Linked DNA regions of Astyanax mexicanus: region 1 is linked to region 2. Evidence: chromatin contacts called from public Hi-C data. All regions are on one chromosome and are shown on one strand. Each heading gives the region's core, a stretch centred on a gene start, on an enhancer-like site or on the middle of the called end of the contact. The rest is flanking DNA. Distances are from core to core; before and after follow the strand shown.

Region 1 (4,700 bases), core at 81-2,580, 130 kb before region 2:
AAAGTGGTTGTTTATTAGGGCTGCAGCGAATAGCCGAATAGTCGATTTTAGTTTATTTAAATTGTCGACTATAAATTTCATTGTCGACTAATCGTTAATTTGTAACAGTACCACATTACACAAAGTGCAGGGGACAGAAGCACAATGGGAGATGGGTAAAAGGCTCACTCACACAGTTTCCACTCAACTTATTCTGTGTCTCCAAAAGTGCCCACTACATATTTAATCACTTAAAAAGTATTACTTACTATCTCAAAATAATAAGATATCTCAAAATAATGACTTACTTTCTCAAAATAATGAAATAGTATCTCAAAATAATGAGATAGCAGTTTACTGAATAATAAGAAAAAAAATTACTGGAATATTTTATTTTATTTTAGGTGGTGGGGAATATTTGGAGCCCTGGTATCGAAGCATTTAACACACTGCAAAACATTTTGAGCAAAACAAAATATGCCAATGTGGAAAGCACACATTTTTTTACTATTTTTCTTAGTAAGATTTCTTAAAATAAGCAGTCACAAAGTCTCATAATGAGTAAAGTAAGGCTTTAAGTGACACTACACTCCCTGACTTAGCTCAAATTTGGGAGAGGCACTGGGTGATATATGGGTTTAGGGGTGGGGCAGTATTATTAATTGATTGATCAGGTGAGTTTTTAAGCTTATTTTGAGTTTAAGTTTATTAAAATAAGGTGAACATTCTAAGTAAGACTGATTAAGATAATTCCTAAAATAAGCAAAAAATCTTACAAGTACACTGAGTAGGAGAAAAAACTTATTATCTTATCAGAAGAAAAAAAATTATTGCCTTAAAAATGCCTTAAACATTTCACTTGCTAAGATTTTAAAACGTTTTTTTTTTTGTGCTAGCTTGTTATTGTTATTAGCTAATGATTTCATGTTTTTTTATTTTATGTTGTCAAACAAATAGTATAAAGATTTCTGTATCTTTAGGGAAGTTAATAAATTAATGAGTGGCAAAATGTTAACCCAAGATTACAAAAACTGGTGGAAAACAAAAACAAAACAAACAAATAAACAAGAAATATCTCTTTAATATATATATTTAACCAGTGTAGTTAAATGTTTAAGCAAGCAATTCATATTCATACACTTTGTGTGAAAATATAAAACAAATGTGCCAGCCCTGCTCCCAAATGTAATTATTAAATGGCTGTTTAGTTACATCAAATTATTCTTTAACGATACAATTACGTTTAATTTGTATTTTCCATTTATTTTTTTATTTTAAAATAACATTTAAAATGTATTTTCTATTCCCATCCTATGACAGGGTTTGCCAGTGGGGGCAGACTTTAGCTCAATTTCTTTTCCCCTTGCAGACCAGTCAACTTTGGCCTATAATAAAGTGTTATCTGATGCGCTGTTGTTATTAGAGGGACTTTTATTTTGTCTTAAACATCAGCAGCACATTGGCAGCCCACTTATACTTATACTTCGACTTATACAGGCTGCAGTCCATGGCGCTCCGGGCTTTCAGGTCTGTGGTCAATGGGAACTCCGTGTTCAGATTAAGGAGCGTCTTGGCTCGATATGAGGAGCTGAGTTTAATCACCGCTGGAAGACTGTGTTACAGCTCTGCTGCTTCTGACCATCCAACACAGACAGGTAACTAACCTGCTCAAATAAATACATTCTCTTTTTTTCTACCAGTTATGCACTTATTCCTCCCTATTTTTTTCTCCTGCAGGGGCATAAGTGCTCCAATATAATATATAATGGTTCATAATCATAAAGTTTTATTATAAAGTATGTCATATGACAAGTTACTTTCAGTAATTCAGTTCAAAATGTGAAACTCATGTATTATATAGATGTATAACACACAGAGTGATCTATTTTAACCCTTTATTTATTTCATTGTTGATGATGGCTTACAACCAATGACAACCCACAAATCAGTGTTTTGGAAAATTAGATTATTATATAAGACCAATAGGTACTTTTGTCAGTGTGGGCAGTGTGCCAAGTCCTGCTGGAAAATGAAATCCGCCTCTCCATAAAAGTCAGCAGAGGGAAGCATGAAGTGCTGTAAAATCTCCTGGTAGGAGATCTGCACTGACTTTGGACTTTACTGATTTATTGATGGTCAGTGATGGTGTGTTGAGCTACGTCATCTGCTGGTGTTGGTCCACTGTGTTATATCAAGTCAAAAGTCAAATTTTATGAGGATGTGGATTTCATTTTCCAGCAGGACTTGGCACACTGCCCACACTGCCAAAAGTACCAACTGGTCTTATATATTTTTCTAATTTTTGGGTTGGCTGGGATTTTTGTTGGCTGTAAGCCATATCATCAACAATAAAATAAATACACGCTTAAAATAGATACACACACTTTTTTTATGATTTTCAGAATTTGATCTGTAATGAATTAAGTCAATTCTTTTTCATCTCCATTGCAGCAGGTCAAACAGTGGTCACAGAGAGGAAGGGTGTGGTGGTCACTGTGGGGATTAACCGTCCAGAGGCGCGTAACTCAGTAAACCGGGAGACTGCTTTTAGGTTAATCAAGGAGCTTTCAGCCTTTGACCAGGATGATACCCTCAGTGTGGCTGTGCTGCATGGACTGGGTAACTTAAAATGGAATGCCTTGCTTAGCATAGTAACCACCTAGCAACAACTTGGTAAATGCTTTACAACATTTTTGCAACTGACTTGCAAGACCTTAGCGACCACCTATAGACACCTTTAACAGCACCATAGCAACCACTTAGCAACATTTTTGCAACTGACTAACAACTGACTAACTTTGCCTCCCTAACAAAACCTTTTTATCAACCAACACATGTACAACAGCAACCAAAGGCAATACCTCAGGAACCAACTCCTATCCAACATCACCTTAGTAACCACCTAGCAACAAGACTGCTGAAGTGCAGTCACACACAACTACAGTTTCTGCAGGAGTTGGACAATGAAACTGAAACACCTGGTTTTAGAGCACAATAATTTATGTTCTGGTGGAAACAGGAGAGTTGAGGTGCACATTAATTTCTGCTGTGATTTGGGCAGCCGTGTTTTTATGTTTTTTGAATACAATCTGGGTTAGCACCCGAACATCCATTTCAGACAGCTTCCTCTTGCGTCCACAGTTAATCCTGTTGGATGTGGTTCGCCCTTCTTGGTGGTATGCTGACATTACCCTGGATACCGTGGCTCTTGATACATCACAAAGACTTGCTGTCTTGGTCACAGATGCGCCAGCAAGACATGCACCAACAATGTACCACATGTGTTGTTAAAGACAATAAATCTCCTTGAAACAAACCTGTTTAACAAACTGGATCACAAATGAGCCGATTGACATTTTTATAAAATAAAATTTGATGCCAATGGCTTGGGAGATGAGGAGACCATCACTTATTCAGTGATAGAGCGGTTTAAGGAATAAAGAAGTTCAGATGATGTAATAACCAACAAATCACCAGATCTGATTGTCATTAGGAATGTTTCAGAGTATGTTCTGGGTAATGAGTGCAGGAGAATAGGAGGTTTATGCACAGGAATTTTAAGACATTTCTTTGGATCATTTAAGAATTCATAATTTCTTTTTTTTCTCTGCATTAGTGCCCATTACAAAAAACAATACAATACTATTCATTTTAATACTATTAATTAATTTTTTGCATGCAGTTCTATTTTTCTTATTCCATTTATGTATAAAATGTTTATTTAATGTTACTCCTTATTTTAATCTTTGCCCAGGAGGATATTTCTGTGCAGGCTTAGATCTTAAGGAACTTTCCACAGGACCTGATTCCCTCAAGTTGGTGCAAGATGTTACTCAAGGTCCTGGTCCAATGGTAAGAGGACGGGCAACCTTGGTTGATCTTTGATAGTTTAGCTATTAATGCAGCTCATTGCCAGATGAGCAACCTAGTAGCAGTTATGGAATATTGCAGTGAACCAGTACAAAGTTTCAGCCCTCAAAAAAGGAAATGTTAAAGGAACGTTTATAACAATTGTATCTTAAAATAATCGCTTCAAAATGACTTTGTTGGTAGAGATAATGTCATCTCTACTACTGCAACTTCAGGACAGATTGCTGCACTATGTTACTTTGGTGGAGCTGCTCGACACCTCTCGTGAGAGTTGTGTAACAGTGTGTAACTTCACATTTGTGAAGAATGTAGCTGTCCACAAAGGGAAGCGCATAGTACAATTTATATTTCCTGCAGTGATGTAAAAGTATATTACACCATTATATTACACTCCCCAAATTTAGGTGGAGCTCATTGAAAAAAAGGTCTAATCGTAGTGTAGTCTTCCTTTAAAGTAAATCGAAGGAAAAGGTACCAGTATACAGTTTATTGAGAAAAATAGATAAGGTTAAACAGTGGTGCATGTCTCACACAGAGACAGTGTAACATAATTGTTGGCAATTAAATTTGATTAAATAACTTATTTAAAAAAAGAATATTCAGAGGCATGAGGACCACAACCATTTCTGCTTTTTGGAAGAAATCAGTCTTTACTATTACTTTACTAAGTTAGTTTATTTAATGAAGAAATATGTTAAGGAAGACACATTAAGCAGGTTCTAGAATTTTAATGTAAAGTATAAATCCACAGAGAGAGAGAGATGCGCATCACTGAATCTTGGAATGAACATGACAACTTAAAACATTTTTTGCCTTGTTTGTGTGCAGGGTCCCTCTCGTATGACTCTCTC
Region 2 (5,090 bases), core at 647-3,146:
GGGTCGAGATGGTTATACTGCCCAGATTACAAAAGTATGTTAAATCATTGTTCATTTAATTTCAACTCTAAACATTAATGACTGATGTCAGAATTTATTTGTGTTCACACCAATTTTTGTTAATTCAGTGTTATGGTTCTACATGTTTAATTCATAAACATTACTAACATTAAAATATACAGTACAAGTCAAAAGTTTGAACAGACCAAAAATCCAGTGTTTTTACTTTATTTTAAAAATTTGCACTGCAGATTAACACTAAAGTCATCCAAACTATGTAGAAAGACACAAGGAATTATTTAGTAACCAAAAAATTGTTAAACCAGAAAACATTTTGTCTTTCAGATTCTTCAAAGTAGACAGTTTTTGTTTAGATGACAGCTTTGCATATCTTGGCATTTTCTCAGTCAACGTTATTCAGTTAACAGCTGTGCTGAACTTGTCAAGAGGTAATTACTTAAATTTCTTGTCTCTTAATATGTTTGAGAGCATCAGTAAATTGTGAAGAGGTAGAGTTGGTATACAGTGAATTTGAGTAATGTTTAATCCATACTATGGCAAGAAAACTCAATCCAAAACATTTAAGAGCTTTGAAATTACCCTCAAGTGCAATCTCAAAGACCATCAAAAATGTTGGGTAACATGATAATTTTCATGATTTTCAGATCAGCAATTTCAAATATAAATATATCATATAACAGATGAACACAGTGATATCATATTTGAGAAGTGAAATTAAGTTTATAGGACTTACAGAAAGTGTGCAATAATTATTTAAACAAAATTAGGCAGGGACATACGGGCACCCTTGTAGTTTTAGTGATTTAAGTACTTTTACTTTTGTCTAAAAAATACTTGACATAGGGAGAGGCTGTATGGGAGAGCAATGCAGAGAAAGCCTTTTCTGAGCACAAGGCACAAAGTGAAAATAATGATCAAAGTGAAATAGTGAAATAATGATCTACTAAATACTGAGGTAAGTTTTGCTGCGGTGCCAAAATTTAGTTTGAAGAATTATTGCACACTTTCTGTAAATCCTATAAACTTAATTTCACTTCTTAAGTATTACTGTGTTCATCTGCTATATGATATATTTTGCTAAGATTGCTGATAAAAAACAACCAATCATTTATAAAGGAAAATCATGCCCAAACTTTGTCATACTACTGTGTAGAACTTTGCAGTTAAAAAAAAATTCAAGACATTTATTTTTTATTATTATTATTTATTTAAAGGACAGGTTATGTCTGTCTTTGAGGTAAAAAAATAATTAAAAGCCACATAGGAGAAATAATAAACATTTTATTCCTTTCAAACGACCACATTACAATTAAATTAAGGTTTAGATTTTCATTACAATTACCACAAAATGTACAAGAGCTCGATTGTACCAGTTAGGGAAAAACAATGTTTTCTTTCCAACAATAATAAGACTGTTCCACTAGAAATAGTAGGAAATACACTTTCCAGGCTTGCTGATGGAACTAAGCTTCATATATGGGTAATTTCTTAGGTAAGTTAAATAATTACATTTCATTATAAAAGATCAAAACCTAGCTGGGGATATATTACCATACAGGCGCTTTGTTAGTCCTTTTATTTTCAGTGTGTTACACTAACTACCTACCTTTTGCTATTTTGTCCATGGTCACGAGACGTCACCACCCTCTCTGTGTGTTTTTTGTGCAAAAAACTCCCTTATTGCCTTAAAATCCAGTAACTCCACGACAACCCGAACCTAAATCATCTGCTCCAGGTTACTTCGTGTGGCACGTGTCTTTATAATCGTCACATCAGGTAATATTTACTGTTAACTCAGACAGCTACATTTCAGAAGAGCACTGATATAATTTGTATCCTCCTGTCTGGGCTACATGAACTGCTTCAAATTTATTTCACAATAAAAGTCCGCATTAGTTGTGTTGAGTCTGGCTTCAGTCACATGGGGAACCACTACTACTACCAGAGCTGGTTAATATGGAGCCTGTCCATTTCCTATCTATCTCCCTGTTATATCAGTAAATTACTGCTTACAGCTAGAGGGAGCCAGAGAGTAAGTCCTTAATAAATGGAAGCGAATGGAGCCTAACAGCTAAAACACCAAATTAAAAATACACATAACTATTTTGTCAGTACATTCCTTTAATTTAGAAAGCAGAAATATTTTGTGAAATCTTTCATAAAAACACAAAAACATTGCCTGTATGTTTCCATTTTTTTTTTACAGTAAAAAGTTTTTTTTTGACAACAGAGATACTATAAGTGTGTTTTGCTTAAGTATTGCTTAAGTAGTTTATTGTAAAATGTACTACTCGAGTACTAAAAGTAAAAATACAGAACTGTGTTATGTAGTTATTAAAGAAACAGAACAGGAGCAGCTAAAGCATGTTTAAAGGCCTTGTAACCGTTTTTTAAAAGCTTTACAGATGATATATGATACTGAAAATAATCAAACATTTAGAAACTCATTGTTCATTTGCTCCATATGAACCAATTCATTTTGGACTCACTAAGGAGCGCCGTCTGGTGAATTAACAAACCCTGAAAATATTCTGAAATGGGTATTTTCCTCTCTAGAGAGTTTCTGCTTCTACACACTAGGGTTCAAAAAACCCTCATATCTTGATATGCTTAAAGGAAACAGCAATATTTGTTGCAATGCAATTAAACAATAAAATAACTAAATGGCACACCAATCTGTAAATTATACTTATTACACTAAGCGATTGCATTTGAAACATTTTATTTGACCATAATTAATTAAATGTATTCTTAATCCCCATAATTACCCATAAAGACCCATCTTTAGCTTTGACTGTGGCATGCATGCGCTGTGGCATTGTTTCAATACGATTCTGCAATGTCACAAGATTTATTTCAGTCCAGTGTTGCATTAATTTTTCACCAAGATCTTGCAGCATAGATGATGGTAGAGTCTGACTGCTGCACAAAGCCTTCTCCATCCAGCACATCCCAAAGATTCTCAGTAAGGTTAAGATCTGAACTGTGGTGAACAATCCATGTGTGAAAATGATGATCTCATGCTCCCTGAACCACTCTTTCACTATTCCAGCCCCATGAATCCTGACACTGTCATCTTGTCATCTATGCCTGTATCATCAGGGAAGAAAAATCCATTGATGGAATAACCTGGTCTATATTCAGTATATTAAGATAGTCAGACTTCATTCTTTCATCACATACTGTTGCTTAACCTAGACCTGACAAAATTCAGCATCAACCCCACATATTTACTTACTAAATCCAGGTGGCAACTTGTTTTTGACCAGGCAGTGTATTATGAGTATCCAAAAAACTCTAATATGACACTGCATTTTATCAAATGTGTAGTTATTTATTGTAACCAGATCTGCAAAAAATGTTTTACATTATAAAGTAAAGTGATTTGCTAATGATACTGTGTTTTATCTTCACATTTTATTTGATTTAATGGTTTATTAAGTTTTGGGATATAAAAAAAAGTTATGCCAAGTTTTTCAACGGGGGCATTAGAAAAGACTGGTTCTAAATGCAGCCACAAGGTGGAGTCAGAGGATCAGCCATTGAGAGAAACCCGACTCTTCTCAGCTTCAGCTTCAAACACTCCACTGGTGGTGGGTAAGAAACTAATACAATTATATACACGACAGCAGCAACTGTCTGCAACAGTCGACTCCTGTGTAGGATTCTGCTTTTGTCCCAATAATAAGGCATAAATTATTGTTGTATGTTGCAGTTAAACACAGGTGTTGATGGGTTAGTTGTTACTTAATAGGTTTATTGTGAAAATCTGCGCCCATGCAGATTTTTAGAGTGAAGCTGTGGTAGATGTACATGCTGTAGAAAGTGCAACACCTAATAAAACCTACCGTTTATAATAGAAAACATATTTAAACTCTGCTCCGAAGTGTTGCACTGTGCCAAAGAACACAAACTGGTAGTTTTGTTTATTACAAAATTCAAGCCAAAAGTTTTATATTCACGCAAGTTGTACACCAACGTCCACAACATGTTGCTGTAATGTAGGTAGTGATGTCGGGTAGTGAGGTCTAGGGTAAATATATTCAAGTAGTAATGTTAATTAACTAAAATCAAACCTTTTTAGAATGTCACGAACCAACATATTGAAGTAAAATGCCAATATTTAGTTGTGAGGTATAATGATCAAACTCCCACTCTAATACTACATGTTTATACAAGGTGACTTTTCACCTCTTATTAGATGTTGGTATAATGTTATAGTTGTAAATTGTAAGTATACTTGAAATAACCAAAATTAAACACAAATTTAACATTGGACCCTCTCTAATTAAAAAGATGTTGAGTAAACGTCAGACCTGTTAGTTCCATTTTGGTTGAAAAGTGAGAAAATGAATTTTTGTTGTTGTTGAAATGTTTTTTTTTTTTTAAAGATGTATCTACAAATGGCAAATGGTTGAATGTTAAAGTAAAAAAAAACATATTTTTGAAAAGTAAGTTCAAATTTAATGTCCTTATAACTTGTCTCAACCACATTTCACTTTTAAATTAAAATTTTCAATTAACAATACTCAGGGGTAGCTTGATCTAAACACAAATTTTGTGTTTTGACAGATATGTAACTTAAACCTTTAGATGTCAACCCAATTTTCATTTACAAATAATATTCAACGTCAGTGCAATATTGGAGTCCAAAGCATTTCTGATGTAAGCTGGCATAGATGGAAGAGTAACTTAGAAGTAAAAAAGTTGTTCTCTCAACTAAATACCCAAAGAAATTGCTTCTAAGGGTATTAACTGTGCTAACAGTATCTTGGTATTGTAGGTATTGTAGGCTTACAAATAATTATTCTCTTTGAGTTGTGGTTTAATAAGTTAATATACAATTAGTTACATTACAGTGACTTTGTTTACTTTATAAAAAAGTAATACTAGTAAGTAACTAAAGTAATTTTGTTAATCTGTCTACATTGTGAAAATGTACATTTTCTCCCAGGAATAATTTACACAGAAAATTAGCTATTTGTGTTAGCTATCAACACTGTTATTGTCATATTTATACTAAACTAATTTAACGCTTATTTGCTCTACCTAAATAACTAGTTTAACAA

The links. Hi-C and Micro-C count contacts between places; a contact is called where the count stands out from the background.
Region 1: a contact with region 2 is called in a Hi-C map of muscle, with 14 times the contacts expected there. The contact joins the promoter of zgc:101569 here to the promoter of bloc1s5 in region 2. A contact is called at or near these places in 2 of 3 Hi-C or Micro-C datasets (both in muscle).

The regions. Positions count from the first base shown.
Region 1 is chr1:107,855,741-107,860,440 of AstMex3_surface, reverse strand. It overlaps zgc:101569 (enoyl-CoA hydratase), which reads left to right and starts at 1,330. Exons shown (of 6, transcript XM_049463869.1): 1 at 1,330-1,634. The coding sequence starts at 1,487.
Region 2 is chr1:107,723,774-107,728,863 of AstMex3_surface, reverse strand. It overlaps bloc1s5 (biogenesis of lysosomal organelles complex-1, subunit 5, muted), which reads right to left and starts at 1,896. Exons shown (of 5, transcript XM_022680125.2): 1 at 1,628-1,896. The coding sequence starts at 1,646.